2 separate regions of the Sus scrofa genome follow, and region 1 is linked to region 2. Evidence: chromatin contacts called from public HiChIP or PLAC-seq data. All regions are on one chromosome and are shown on one strand. Each heading gives the region's core, a stretch centred on a gene start, on an enhancer-like site or on the middle of the called end of the contact. The rest is flanking DNA. Distances are from core to core; before and after follow the strand shown. Region 1 holds the start of SPTBN4 (spectrin beta chain, non-erythrocytic 4). Region 2 holds the start of AKT2 (AKT serine/threonine kinase 2).

Region 1 (3,508 bases), core at 287-2,786, 140 kb before region 2:
TTTTTGCTTGTGCTTGACCTGTGGCCATGAGAACAACACTGCTCAGCTAGTCCATGTCCGAGGCCCTCATCACAGCCAAGACCAGCCAAGACAACCAACATCCCCCTTCCCATCCCAACTTGTGCATCAGCTCAGATGAGCCCAGCCCAAGTCACTGACTTCAGACTTGAGGCGAAATATATGCTTAGTGTTTTAAGACACTGAGTTTGGGGGTGGTTTCTCATGCAGCATTATTGTGGCAATAACTACCTGACACACTGAACACTGTCTGATTCCAGAGCCATGTTCTAGAACACTGCCAGATTGTAAATATGAAATTTAAGGGGGTGGGAGACATTAGATTCATCTCCTCCACCCTCTGGGACCCCAGGCCTGATTCTAAGACTAAGAAAGAGGGGAATTTGGAGGAGGTGAATGTCCCCCTTCTCAAAATATCCAGACAGTTGCCACCCCACCAGATTTTTAGGGAGGCAAGGTCTAGGTCTTGGTCAGTGTAGTGGAGATTGTCCCTTTCGGTGGACTCTCCGGAATCCAAAATTATTCTTCCCTTCTTCCCTGGAAAGCTGGAAGTGGGCACATGGTTACTCACCACCTGTGTGACCTTGGCCAAGGCACTTCCCCTCTCTGGGCCTCAGTTTGTTCATCTGTAAAATGGTAATAATAGTGCCCATTTCCTAGGGGCGTTTGAAGATGAGAGCATTACTAATGCAGGGAACATGGTATCTAGTACACAGCAAGCCCCCGATTCAGGGGCCTTGCTATTATTATCCATCCTCTAGTCACATATCTTAGCAATTAAAGTGTCTGTGCTGGAGTCAGACAGAAATGAGTTCAAGCCCTGCTTTATTCTTTCTGTATCTTTAAGCCCCATCATTTTTGACTTGGCTTCTCTGTGCCTCAGTTTCCCTCCCTGTCAAATGGTGAGCACAGCTGTTTCCTCCATGGAGGGTACTTGGGAGATGGAGAGACACTTAGCACTTTGGGAGCTCTCAGGCCCGCGAGGAACAGCCTTGGCCATTACGTGATTCAACAGAGAAGGAAGGGAGAAGGCGGTGGGGGAGGTGGACGGGGGTGTCCAGCAGCCCCAGGAAAGCCTGGCCCGGTGCGAAGCTGGGGATGGGACCTGGAAGCGGATGCTTTAACCCTTCCAAGGCCGCGCCTCTCTCTCCCTGCAGTCCAGTCACCGTCCTCAAGGAGGGGGCCTGGGAAGGACAAGGCTTGGGTGGAAGACCCACGCACGGCGCGGAGGCTGGACGGGGTTGAGGGCTGGGGGCTCCCTCTGCCATTGACCCTCCACCTCCCCCAGCCGTGGAGACCCTGAGGGGTCAGGCCAAGCCCAGCGTGCGCGGGGAAGGGATGCTCGGGCAGGTGGGGAGATGCCGGAGGGAGGGACTATCCGCCCCCACGCCACCGCTCACCTGGGCCCGCGGCGGCCGGTGCCGCTGTCCCCGCTGCTGGCAGTGCCCGACTGCCCTCCCTGTTGGTGTCCGCGGCCCGGCCCGGCCCGGCCCGGCCCGGCTCTGCTCGGCCCCACCAGCCCCGCCGCTCGGCCAGATCCGCATGCGCCGCCGCCGCCGCCGGCGCGCCTCCTCCGGCTCGCGCGGCCGTCGCGCTCGGCGCGCCCCCGGACCCCCTCCCGCCCGCGGTCTCCCGCCAACCCCGGCCGCCCGCGGCGCTGGCCCACGCGCGGTCACACACCCGGCCACAGCGTGCGCTGCACAGCTGCAGGGGCCGGTGGTAGCGTCACACACACACATTCCCACGGGGTCGCACACTCCCACACGGCCACACACATACGGGGTCACATACAGCGTCACAAATACTATTCATATCCACACGCTCACGCTGTTACCCCCTTACATGGGGTCACGCAGGGTCAAATATTCAAACTGTCTCACGCAGTCACAAGCTCACACGAAGTCGCGCCCTGGAACAGTGCCCGACAGCGTCACACACTGTAGAACACTCGAATAGTGCCACCACCATTCACTTGGAGTCATATACAAACACACATATGTCACACACTAACATGGGGTCACAAAGAGTGTCATACACATCACACACAGCTTCACCATCACACAGTGTCACACACTTTTTCACACTCAAACTTGTCACATCAGTTGCACACTCACATGAAGGTCACACATCCTGCACCGTCACACTCATACATCACATAGAGTTCACAAATAGAAACACAACAGTAACACCCACAGCCACACTCAAATGGTGTCAGTGTCACACACCTCACATGACACATGCAGTGTCACACACTGTCACACTCTGAGTCACATACTCGCATGTAACACATCGCACACGTGTTCCACACTCACACAATATACCCCAGAGTCATGGATGCACACAGCATCACAGACTGACACACTGTCACTTAGTGACACTACAAGGTCACACAATAACTTGCCACACGTAGCGTCACACAGTCTCACACTGTAATAAGGTGTTGTACACAGCAGATGGCACATGGTGTCACCCACAATTATGGTCTCCCTTGGGGTTGTTTACAGAGACACTCAGGGTCACATGGGCTCACAGACACGCAGTTACACAGTGTCACACCCACACCGTCCTCCCTCCCTTTCTTCCCTTGCAACCTCGAGGAGGCCCTGGGGCTTAGTGTGAATCTCCGATCTGCCTTGTGGCCCAGAGAGAAGGGGCGTGAGTGAGGAGAGAGCGGTGGGCGTGGCCCGAGCTCGCCCCGCCTCCCCCTGGGAGGCTGGAGCGCGGAGGCGGAGCCCCGGGGCCACTTGAATCGATGGCCGGATACAGCCACGCCTCCCAGTCTAAGTGGCGGGCCCAGAGGGCGGTGCTGGCCCGCCCCGCCCACCCTATTCTTAGCTGGAGGCGTGGCCTTTTGGACTCGCTCCTCAGCCTAAGCCTGAGGCTGGAGGTGGGCTGAGGCGTGGCCCTCGGGGCGGCCCCGCCCCGTTCCTCCCGCTAGGGAAGGACGCAGAGGGCGGCCCAGCAGCCAGTCGGTTCCCGCGCGTCCTGTGACTCCGCGGCCTCGCAACCCTACGTCCCTGCAGCATGTCTGTCAAGAAGATTGCGATCTTCGGCGCCACTGGCAGAACCGGGCTCACCACCCTGGCGCAGGCGGTGCAAGCAGGCATGAGCTGGGGCGGGCATGGGATGTCACCGGGTGCAGGGCCAGAACTTTAGGAAGGGACATCATGGGACCCGGTGTGCCTTGGTGTGTGAGGACTCAGGGGCAAAGCAAGTGGCCACGGGGGCAGAGGTTGGGGACAGTATGAGGTCCAATTTTATGTGAGTCCAAGGGAAAGGAATTGGCCCTGGGAGGCTAGGGGACTGTGGTGACAAGTTTAAATCCAATGCTCTTATGAAATGCTGTTATGGTGGTGGTGGTGGTGATGGTGGTGGTGGTGGTGGTGGTGGTGGTGGTGGTGGGCGGTAGTGGTTTGCACACCCAGCAAGGGCTTAACTAAGCCAGGCATGGGACTCCCAGCTCTGCCTTCTCTTCATTTGTATTAAATAG
Region 2 (3,312 bases), core at 21-2,520:
CCTTTTGGGCCCTGTCTTTGCAGCTCCGAGTTCAGAACGTGATTTCTCACTGTGCTGTTTACTTCCCTGTCACTGTCCGTCTTGTCTTCCTCCGGCGTCCTCCCACTTACCTCCCTTCCTCTGCCCAGGGCCTGGGCAGCCTGCCACCGTCACATGCAGTAGTGTGTCCGGCCCGCCAGCTCCCCTGGGGCACGAGAGAAAGCTGATGCCCACGGTGTCCCCAGAACCAGCTGCTGCTTCTCTGGGGGCCACCGTAGCTCCTGACCTGCTGTCCGCAAATAGCCCCAGGCCAGGAGAGGCGAAAGGCGCCTTGGACTCCATGGCCCCTGTCCAGGCCTGTGGCTCCAGGTAGGGGCCCAGCTGGTGGCTGCCTGCCCCCCTTCTCCCCTCCGCCCCGGGAACCTGAGACGAAGCAGCGGCCTCGGCGTCCGTCAGTCTGTCGGCTGCTGGTCCCTGAGGACAGAAGCAGAGGTCTTGGGGAAGGGACCAGGGCCTTGGTTGAGCCCCCAGGACTGTCTCCTGGACCCCAGATAAGTGTGTGGATTGCTTTCTTGTTCAAGATCCGGAGTGCCAAGATCTTTTTTTTTCTTTCTTTCCTGTTATCTGGTGGGGACAAGGAGGGAACTGAGGCTGAGGCAGCGACACGAGGTGACCTGGTGCAGTACTTGGTTTGCTAAAGGTGGCAGGTTGATGACTCTGTGGTTTGGAGAGGAGTGTGTGTGTGTGCGCGCGTGCGTGCATGTGTATTTGGGGATGGCAGGCAGATGCTGGTGGCTTTGAGCACTCCCTCAGGTGCTCAGGGCTGTCTAATTCATCCCAGGTGACCTTAGCACTGGGGCATGGGAATGCCGCGGGGGGTGGAGCTGCTCGGCCCAGCCAGGAGTAGGGGTTCATGGGGGGCTGCCTCTGCTCAGCATAGGTGTCCTGAGTGCAGGGCCAGGCTAGGGAGCTCTGCTTCTCCCAGAGTAGGGCTCTAAGGGCAGGTCGTGTCCCTCCCCCCAGGATTGGGGTCCCTGGGGACGAGGCCCCCTCTCCCCCTCAGTCTGGGCCCGGGGGGCAGGTCTCCCTACCCTCCCTGGCTCCAGCAGGTCAGAGCAGCCAGAGGGGCCTGGGAGGCAGGCTGTGCTGGGCGGCGGGGCCAGGGCGAATCCCCCTCCCACGCTGACGGACTCCTCTCTCTTGTCTTGCAGACTGCGCTCTGTCCACCACGCCTCCTGCATGTCCTGCTGCCCTGAGCTGTCCCAAGCTAGGTGACAGCGTGTCACGCTGCCACCATGAATGAGGTGTCTGTCATCAAAGAAGGCTGGCTCACAAGCGTGGTAAGGGGCTGCTTGTGCCCAGAGGATTGCGTGTCTCCCCCGCCGCCTGCCCCAGGCCACAGCTCCTGACAAGCCCATTTCATGGAATCTTTGAGGGAGGTCTGGGCAGCGGAGCTGTGACGATGCTTGGGCCTGAGTGTCCAGGTCTAGCTGGACCCCCTGCATGAGCCCCCCAGCCAGGCCTTGAGTTCTGCCCCTGCATCAGAGGTCCTGTCAACTCTCAGGAACGGAGGGTTGGCCAGAGTGGCTGGAGAGCGGGGAAATCCCTTCACTGAAGTAACACTGCCTGATGCTCTTCAGCCTTTATTCAATCGGCAGATACTCGTGGAGTGTGTAGGAGGCCATCTTGGCCATCCCAGGCTCTGGGGACGTGGTGGTGCCACCATGGAGTTTGCAGTCCATTGGGTGCTGGGGACAGACAGTAAACAGATAAACAGATCCATGCTGTCAGGTGGTGAAAAGGAGGAGCTCTGAGGGAAACAGGCTGGAGAAAGACGGGGTTCAAGGGACGCAGCTCTGAGGAGGGGACAGTGGACCGAGGCCTGGCAGTGAGGGAGTGCGCCATGCAGATAGCTGGGCAAGGGTGTCCCAGGGAATGGGACAGCAAGCACAAAGGTGGGATGTGCCTGCGACGGAAAGTTGGCCAGAGGGGCCGGAGCAGAGTGAGTGGGGGAGAGCTGGAGGAGGCCGGCGGAGTGGTGAGACGGCCTCGGACCCTGGCGCCCAGGATGCCGTGAAGCTGATCTGCTTGTGCTGGTGGGCAGCGGGGAGCGAAGTCAGGGAAGAGACTGAGAGACCCTTAGACTCCAGGTGGGCCCGTCTCAGAACCGCCGCGTGCAGAGGCAGCTGGGAAGAAGCCTGCGCGCGGTCGGCCTGTGCAGGCGCCACTGGGGAGTGGAGGAGGCAGACTGTCCGGGCTTCCATGGACCCTCCCTGGGGAGGGGGGTGCCGGGCCTGGGGGTAGCCGTGCTCCTTGGTGCTTTCATTCACTCAGCATACATTTATGGAGCCACTCCTGTGTTCTAGGCACTGGTCTAGGCCCTGGGGATACAGAGGCGAACCAGGAGGGCAAAAGTCCTCCACCTCCTATGGATTTTTTTTTTTTTTCATTTTTAAACATTTATTGATGAGCAGTCAATGTGTACATACCCCGTTCATGTCTTACCTTAGGTAGGGAGGGCGGCTGGCACCCAAGTAGACCACTGTGTGGCATGGTGGTGAGGGCCAGGGGGGTCGGGGGGGTGAGCCGGGGAGGGGGGCCTGATCTTAAGCGGGGGGATCAGGGAGGGCCTCCCTGAGGGGGTGTTGGAATAAAGATCTGAAGGAAGCAAGGGCACGAGCCCCACAGTTAGCCAGGGATAGGGCGAAGGGACAGCTGTGAGTCCGTAGAGGGGATTGGGCCAGGCCTATTTGGAGGGGGCGAGGAGGCTGATGGGCTTGGCCCTGTAGGAACTGGGAGAAGTGCCCGCCCATCCTGCCCTGTCCCAGCCCCCTGACACGGAGCGGTGATGAGGGGCGGAGGTGGCTCCCCCGGCTGGGCCTCCCCATCAGCAGCGGAGACCCATTTCCAGGCAGGGTGGCATTCGAGACACTTAGGCCTACCTGCCCAGATAGGGCCCTGAGTTTGGGGCTGTTAGAGCTTTCTGAACTTTGGCAGGTGTCAAGGTTCTAACCCTGGTTCTGCCACTTCCTCTCTGTGTGACTGGGTAAGCTCTGTCACCTCTCTGACTTTTGGTTTCACATCTGTAAAACGGGCTAACAGCTCAGGCCTCTGAGACTGTCAGCTTCCCAGGGGCAGGAATTTTTACCTGGCTTGTTCACTGAGATATCCCCAGTGCCCTAGAAAAGTGCTTGGTGTGCAGTAGGCACTCAGTAACTGTTGAATGAATGATTGGGATTGTGTGTGTGAGTGTGTGAGGCCCCCTCCCAGGCCTTCAGTGTCTCCTTTCACCTACTTACTGGGCGGAGGCAGATGAGCTGCTGAGAAGGCCAC

What was found. HiChIP or PLAC-seq counts read pairs in DNA pulled down with a chosen protein or histone mark.
Region 1: an H3K27ac HiChIP or PLAC-seq map of alveolar macrophages shows a contact between it and region 2. The contact joins the promoter of SPTBN4 here to the promoter of AKT2 in region 2. A contact is called at or near these places in 2 of 2 datasets of contacts at active chromatin or transcription factors (alveolar macrophages and skeletal muscle).

What each region holds. Positions count from the first base shown.
Region 1 is chr6:48,727,867-48,731,374 of Sscrofa11.1, reverse strand. It overlaps SPTBN4 (spectrin beta chain, non-erythrocytic 4), which reads right to left and starts at 1,536. Exons shown (of 36, transcript XM_021094394.1): 1 at 1,419-1,536. BLVRB (flavin reductase (NADPH)) reads left to right here and starts at 2,942. Exons shown (of 5, transcript XM_003355917.4): 1 at 2,942-3,121. The coding sequence starts at 3,043.
Region 2 is chr6:48,585,882-48,589,193 of Sscrofa11.1, reverse strand. AKT2 (AKT serine/threonine kinase 2) reads left to right here and starts at 1,270. Exons shown (of 14, transcript NM_001256779.1): 1 at 1,270-1,308; 2 at 1,311-1,319. The coding sequence starts at 1,275.